Regions from separate parts of the Mus musculus genome. Here region 1 is linked to region 2. A link is a contact called in public HiChIP or PLAC-seq data. All regions are on one chromosome and are shown on one strand. Each heading gives the region's core, a stretch centred on a gene start, on an enhancer-like site or on the middle of the called end of the contact. The rest is flanking DNA. Distances are from core to core; before and after follow the strand shown.

Region 1 (3,373 bases), core at 482-2,981, 190 kb before region 2:
AAATGCCTGTCTTAAGGATGTTGGGAGGGAGGGGAAGCTCAGGAGTGTGGTAGATTGACTGTGTCTTTCATCTACTGATTGATTAGTCCTGTCTGGTGCTGCTCTGTTGTATGGTTCAGAGGGCTGAGTTGGAGAGGCAGCCCTCTATAGAGGTGAGCTGTTTCTTCACCATAGTAGACTTGCTGGCCTTTAATAGGCTGATTACTCTCTGAACAATCGAGTTTGCTGACCTACTAAGAGAAATGACACTGGTCCCCATTGGGAGAGAATTCTCCCATGCTCTGACAGCTGTGGCAACCATTCATTGGCTACCATTCTAACACTTGTAGAAATAGGTTGAACAGTCTTGAGATAGAAAAGGTGGGCTCAGGTCAGATAGGAGTTTCCCCGAACTTGGACACAGCTATGACACAAACCCACCTTGTCTGTAACGGCCTCCTGTGCTGTTGTATGTCACCCCCCAGGGGTCTTGTCCAGTAAAGGGAGCTGTCACAAACTAGAAATGCAAACTGCAGACTGTGGTGAGAGCGAGGGAGTCTTTGCTTCTGAAAGCATGACACCAGGGCAGAGTGCCAACTTCCAGGCTGACTGAGAATGGCTCTGACAAGCAGTTATGCCTAAGAAGTCTCCTTCCCTGAGACCGAGAGCTGACACCTTGTGAGTCCACACTTCATTGGGTTTTGTACAGGTTACAACTGGGAAGTGTAATTATTAACAGATCCAAATACCTCACTGTGGGGAGACCTGCACGGCAGACTGAGAGGTGAAAGTGGGTGTATTTTTTTACCTTTTCCAGATCCTTCCATACAATGGATCCGAGCTTCCAGCATTTAATAACAATGTTAGCAACCCCGTAGGTGTCTGGTACAGCACAGCACATGCTGTAAGTAGACAGATACCACAATTTGTCCAGTGATTTTGTCTTACTGTGTTTTATAGCAGGTAGTATATGGATTATGAATAGATAATGTGAAGGAAAATGAGCTACTGTTCCTAATGAGAGCAGTCCCCTTACAGACTTGCTAGCTCCAGAGCTCTCTGTGGGCCTGTACTGAAGATCTCACATATTTTTCCAATGGTAAATTCTGCTTAAGGATCTCATAGCACTGTAGTGTTGATGGAGACTGCTCCGACCCCACTCCCACTCCCTTCTCCATCTCCAGTCAGCCAGTGTGCGTACCATCTGCCAACACGTGATCGTACATGGCAAATCAACCACGGAAAAGTCTCTCATGCTAAGAAATCGCAGCAGAGTTTCTTGTAAAAGTTTCACAGGGAGAATGAAACAGCATTTCTTTGCCAAACCATTTTATTAGAACTTCTGCCTAAGAAAAAAATCAGGACTGGCCCTGTGTGCTGCTTACATTAGCTGGAAAGACCTCTATATAGTATTTCTGGGGATTCATCCTTGAGGCACCACTGCCAGAAGGTGCATCCTTGCCTGAGATCCTTAGTTTTCAGGAGGCCATCTCCGAAATCCCTTTTTAGTGTATAGTGCAGTTGCCCATCTGTACCAGCCGCCCTATGCTTTGCTGCGTTTGTGATGTGTTTATTGGACTGTCACTAGCAGGAACAGGAGGCTTAAAGCACACACCATCCACACAAGTGCATGGCCAGCAGCTGCACAGAGGTGTGAACCTGGCTTCCTGATGACTCTGGGCTCCCCAGGTGCAGCAGGCAGGAAAAGCAGGCTGGCCTGCTGCTGGCACATTCCTTTGCTGTGACTGTTTCCCAACACCAAGGCCATATCTTCATCTGTAAACAGAGGCCGTAACAACTACTTCTGGCACTGTGAGAACCACACAGACGCCTCATAAAGGCAGCCTTGGCTTATGGGAAGCGCCTTCCTCGCCTCCTTTCTAGCTCTCGGTGTCACACACCTTCACTGCACAGGGAAGCACTTGAAGCAGCAAACACAGCTAGGGGATGGGCCTGCCTGCTGGGAGTGCGCATTTTCTCACCCTTTCCCACACTAAGCGCAAGGTCAGTGTCTGTAGAGTTCCACTTGGGGCAGCCCTTGTAATAATTTCTGTGGATCGTGCAAATGATGCCTGGAGTGTGGCAGAGGGAAGAGGCAGTGACTTCTGTGCTTGTGGAAGCCAAGTAAGAAGCAGGCACTCGATGCATGCTGCCACCCACTACCCACCTCCCTCCTCCTTATCCTCCCAGATGATAAGCACCATGGGGACATGGATTTTTCTTACTAACAAGATACACCGAGGACCTGCAAAGGTCAGAGAGCTGTTCAAGAGGCAAGTGGGGGCCCTGTAGCCCTGGGTCTCCAGGGAGCTTGAATCTAGGGGCACTGTACTAAACAAGCTGCATTCGGAAGCTTTACAGGGCAGGAGCTGGGGAGGAGCCCACTGAGGCTTAGGCAAGTTCTGAGGACAAAGGAAGGAGGAAGACTGTCAATTCCAGTAATTCCAGCAAGGCTTTCTGGTTGTCCTCTGTCCTGATGCACCTGCCCGGTGCCCAGCAGGCTGGGGTCTGCTCTATTGGGTCTGAGCAGCAGGAAGCACAGGGTAAAAGGCAGCTTGGGAAAACCAAGGCCTGCCTTCTGCTTGTCCCTCACTGTACCAGATCAGGCAGTAGCTGGATTCCTTCCTGGTTTCAGCCTTGTTAGGTGACTCTCAGAGCCTACTGGGCTGTAGGCTCCATACCTCTGGCTCCTCCCTGATCCTGGAAAACACATGGTAAAACCTACAGCTAGCCAGCAGCTCTTTGCTTTCTTCTTTCTTTCTTTCCTTTTCTTTTCTTTTTTCTTTTTCCTTTTTTCTTTTTCCTTTTTTCTTTTTCTCTCTTTCTTTTTTCTTTTTTTTTCTTTTTTCTTTTCGCCAGTCTATTTGCTTCACTGACATTTCATTCACAAAGCCTGATAGTGGGTGGTTTCTGAAACATGGGGAGTTAAACAGCCATCACAACGATCAGTTTTAGAACATCTTAAACTAAACAAAGAGAGCTGGTGCCCCTTCACAGTCCTTCCTCATTTCCCCCAGTTCCTCCAGTGCTCAGGAATCACCAACTGTCACTTGTATGCCTTCAGAGCTAGCTGCCTGCTATGGAGATCCCATGTGAAGGGGTCAGGTGACATTCTTCACCCTTCTGAGTTCCCTTAATCTTGCCCACACCTGTGTAAACAATCCCTCCATAGGGCTCCCTCCAGTTAACCCCTTAAAGGGTAATTTGTCTTCCTGGGACCCTTAGCTTAAACTTGTTTACCAATCAGAGATGGAGAAGAGAGGGTGACAGCAGACAGCGAAGAAAGAGCAAGAAGGGCAGGCACTCCTGGTCCCCTGGAGGCTATAGGTCCCAGCCTTCAGGTTCAGCCAAGGGTATGGGTCCCTGGCAGTGGGTCCCCCAGAGGTGGCTATGG
Region 2 (2,981 bases), core at 219-2,718:
CTCTCTCTCTCTCTTTCTCTTACACACATCCAAAGTGATCACATGACAGCTTAGGCGCCTGGCCATGCTCTGGGAAACCCAGGCAGAATGTCTCCACCCTTGATACTAAGGCCACACCTAACTCACCTCACCAGCCCAGTGAGGGTTCACTGGCCACAGGACAGAAGTGGCTCTGACACGGGGACTCTGTAAGCTAGCAGCCCTCCAGTGAGGTTGCTCTCAGGAGACAGGCACACTCTCTACTCTGTTCTCCTCAGAAGATTAATCTGTAACCTGTGAAACTACCTCAGGAGAAGAGGAAGAAATATTTTATTAGAGAATTTTTAAAAAAGTATTCAAGCCTACAAGCAAGAGAAGGGCCACCTAGCTGTCTCCTCTGCTGCTGCGGTCAGTCTGCTCAGCAACCTGCTGGGAGTCTGCAGCTTATTACCCCTGTCCTCTTTGGCTCCCCAGTCCTACTGTTAGGACTGCCCTGCAGTTTACAAACAGCATGAGAGCTGGGCTGCAAAGAGCCTTGTTTTCTAAAGCCATTCTAGGATCGACGCTCACCAGCGGGGGAGGAGTTGAGTGAATTCTGAGTCCACCAAAATGAGCCACTGAGTAACAAGTCATTGCAAAGAGGGCGAGGCCACAGCCTATGGGCAAGACACCTTGCAGGGGAAGGACCTCTCATTGGCATTAGGAGTATGTGAGGTCCCTAAGACAGAGATTACCGACAGGTTTGATAGCTAAGCAGAGTTAAGCCTCAGAGGCAGAGTGATGAATCTCTGATAGCCTTCACTGTAGCTGCAGCTGCTGGGGGAAGGGAGGAGATGGCAGAAACAACCATAACAAAAGTCTTTTGCTAAACATTTTAACCAGTTAAGTATATGCAGAGACAGACCACGGACGAGATTAAGATCTTTTAGCAATTTGACGGGTGGGGGGTTTCTCTCCCCATGTAGGGTTTGACAGATCTTCCCTGACTGGTCCTATTTTCACCCTCTTTGTGTTTTCCCAGTCAGCCAATCAGGTGCAGCATCCTTACTGTGACCCTACATTTAATTCCAAGACTTCAGAGGAATTAGCGGGTTCTTGGCACTCTGGCATGTACACACACACACACCACACACACACACACACACACACACACACACAAATAACAAATAAATGCATCGAACATTTGAACAGTAACTTTCCTTAAGGGAAATGCACAGAAGATTTGAGTTAAAAACTCTGAGCTATCAGAAGAGGCTTGGTCACATGTTCACGTTGCATCTATAGTAAAACAAAACAATTTGAAAGTTTCTTTGAAATCATGGTGATAAGAAGCAAAGGGCCTAGCAATGTAAAAGAATGTGGAGAAATAGAAACCAAGCCAATTTGAAATACATGTTTCTGTCAGGGGGCGGGGTAGTGTGATTTTTGTTTTATTAATTTTTAATCTTTTGGGGAAGAAAGTCACTTTAATGTCCTGTTTTCCTTTCTAGGTTTATTTAAGGTTCTCTGCTGTCCACTGAGTTTGTGAAGCCCCCTGACTGTGAAGCCTAAGGAGAGGACCTGCCTGCCTGTATGTATTCAAGGCAACCTGGTCATAAAAGAAGCTGAAAAGAAAAGCAAGCAGCTTTGAATTGAGCTAAGAAGCAAGTGTCGATGGGGATAGGGAGTGGATATACTTCCCGGCCCACTTCCATGCATGCATGCCCTGGTTTGCTCTCTGTTGCTATGGTGAAACATGACCAAAAGCAACTTCGACAGGAAAGGGTTTATTTGGCTTACATATGCTGGATCACAGTCTATTTAGGCAACCTGGAGGCAGGAGCTGATGCAGAGGCCATGGAGGGATGCTGCTTACTGGCCTACTCCCCATGGCTTGCTCAGCCGCTGTCATATACTAACCAGGATCACCTGCCCAGGGGTAGTCTCACCCACAATGAGCTAGACTGTCTCAGATCAATCATCAATCAAGAAAATGCCCCACAGACTTGCCTACAGGCCAATCTGAGAAAGGTGTTTTCTCTCTTGAGGTTTCTCTTTCCACAGAATTCTCAAGTGTGTCAAGTTGACCCAAGACTAACCAAGACACTTGTGATTGCACAAACAGTACATAATTATTCTGTGTGTTTTATCTATGTGCCATTGATAAGAGAAGAATATCAAAGACGTTCTAAATGAAGTGACAGACTGGAAGGTGGTGGATAGTGAGTTTATCTTAAGCGATAGCTTTAGTCTAAGCCAAAATAGAAAAACAAAGAGCCATTCCACATTCCTGGAGCCAATAGTCTAAGAAGGACAAACCTTCTTTACCTCAGAGCTACTCTTGTCCCATGTTTCCACAGCCTCTGTCCTGTCACCAGCCAGCAAGAACAGACAGCACAGCACAGCACAGCACATTACAGACAGCAGAGACAGCACAGCACAGCACAGACAGCACAGACAGCACAGACAGCACAGCACAGCACAGCACAGCACAGCACAGACAGCACAGAGAGCATAGCACAGACAGCACAGCACAGCACAGCACAGACAGCACAGCACAGCACAGACAGCACAGCACAGCACAGACAGCACAGCACAGACAGCACAGCACAGACAGCATAGCACAGACAGCACAGCACAGCACAGACAGCACAGCACAGCACAGACAGCACAGCACAGCACAGACAGCACAGCACAGCACAGCACAGACAGCACAGCACAGACAGCACAGCACAGCACAGACAGCACAGCACAGCACAGACAGCACAGCACAGCACAGCACAGACAGCACAGCACAGACAGCACAGACAGCACAGCACAGCACAGCACAGACAGCACAGCACAGCACAGCACAGACAGCACAGCATAGCACAGCACAGCACAGACAGTACAGCACAGCACAGACAGCACAGCACAGACAGCACAGACAGCACAGCACAGCACAGACAGCACAGCACAGCACAGCACAGACAGCACAGCACAGACAGCACAGCACAGCACAGACAGCACAGCACAGCCACAGA

The links. HiChIP or PLAC-seq counts read pairs in DNA pulled down with a chosen protein or histone mark.
Region 1: a contact with region 2 is called in an HNF4G HiChIP or PLAC-seq map of pancreatic cancer cells. The contact joins the enhancer-like site here to the promoter of 2700054A10Rik in region 2. A contact is called at or near these places in 3 of 39 promoter capture datasets (the C10 cell line, cranial neural crest and second pharyngeal arch cranial neural crest), 2 of 484 Hi-C or Micro-C datasets (brown adipocytes and cerebral cortex), 5 of 115 datasets of contacts at active chromatin or transcription factors (embryonic basal ganglia, embryonic forebrain, embryonic midbrain and 2 more) and 3 of 9 other capture datasets (adipose tissue, liver and pancreatic islet).

Annotation. Positions count from the first base shown.
Region 1 is chr17:13,742,254-13,745,626 of GRCm38.p6, reverse strand. All of the region lies in intron 1 of Tcte2 (t-complex-associated testis expressed 2), which reads left to right. Among named protein-coding and RNA genes, the nearest start is that of Afdn, 17 kb to the left of the region's middle. Within about 2 kb of position 1,731, at least 113 of the 459 cell types and tissues checked have an H3K27ac peak or open chromatin away from gene starts, as enhancers often do. A contact at or near this core is called in pancreatic cancer cells, where this site is marked.
Region 2 is chr17:13,552,581-13,555,561 of GRCm38.p6, reverse strand. It overlaps 2700054A10Rik (RIKEN cDNA 2700054A10 gene), which reads left to right and starts at 1,468. Exons shown (of 4, transcript NR_045437.1): 1 at 1,468-1,549.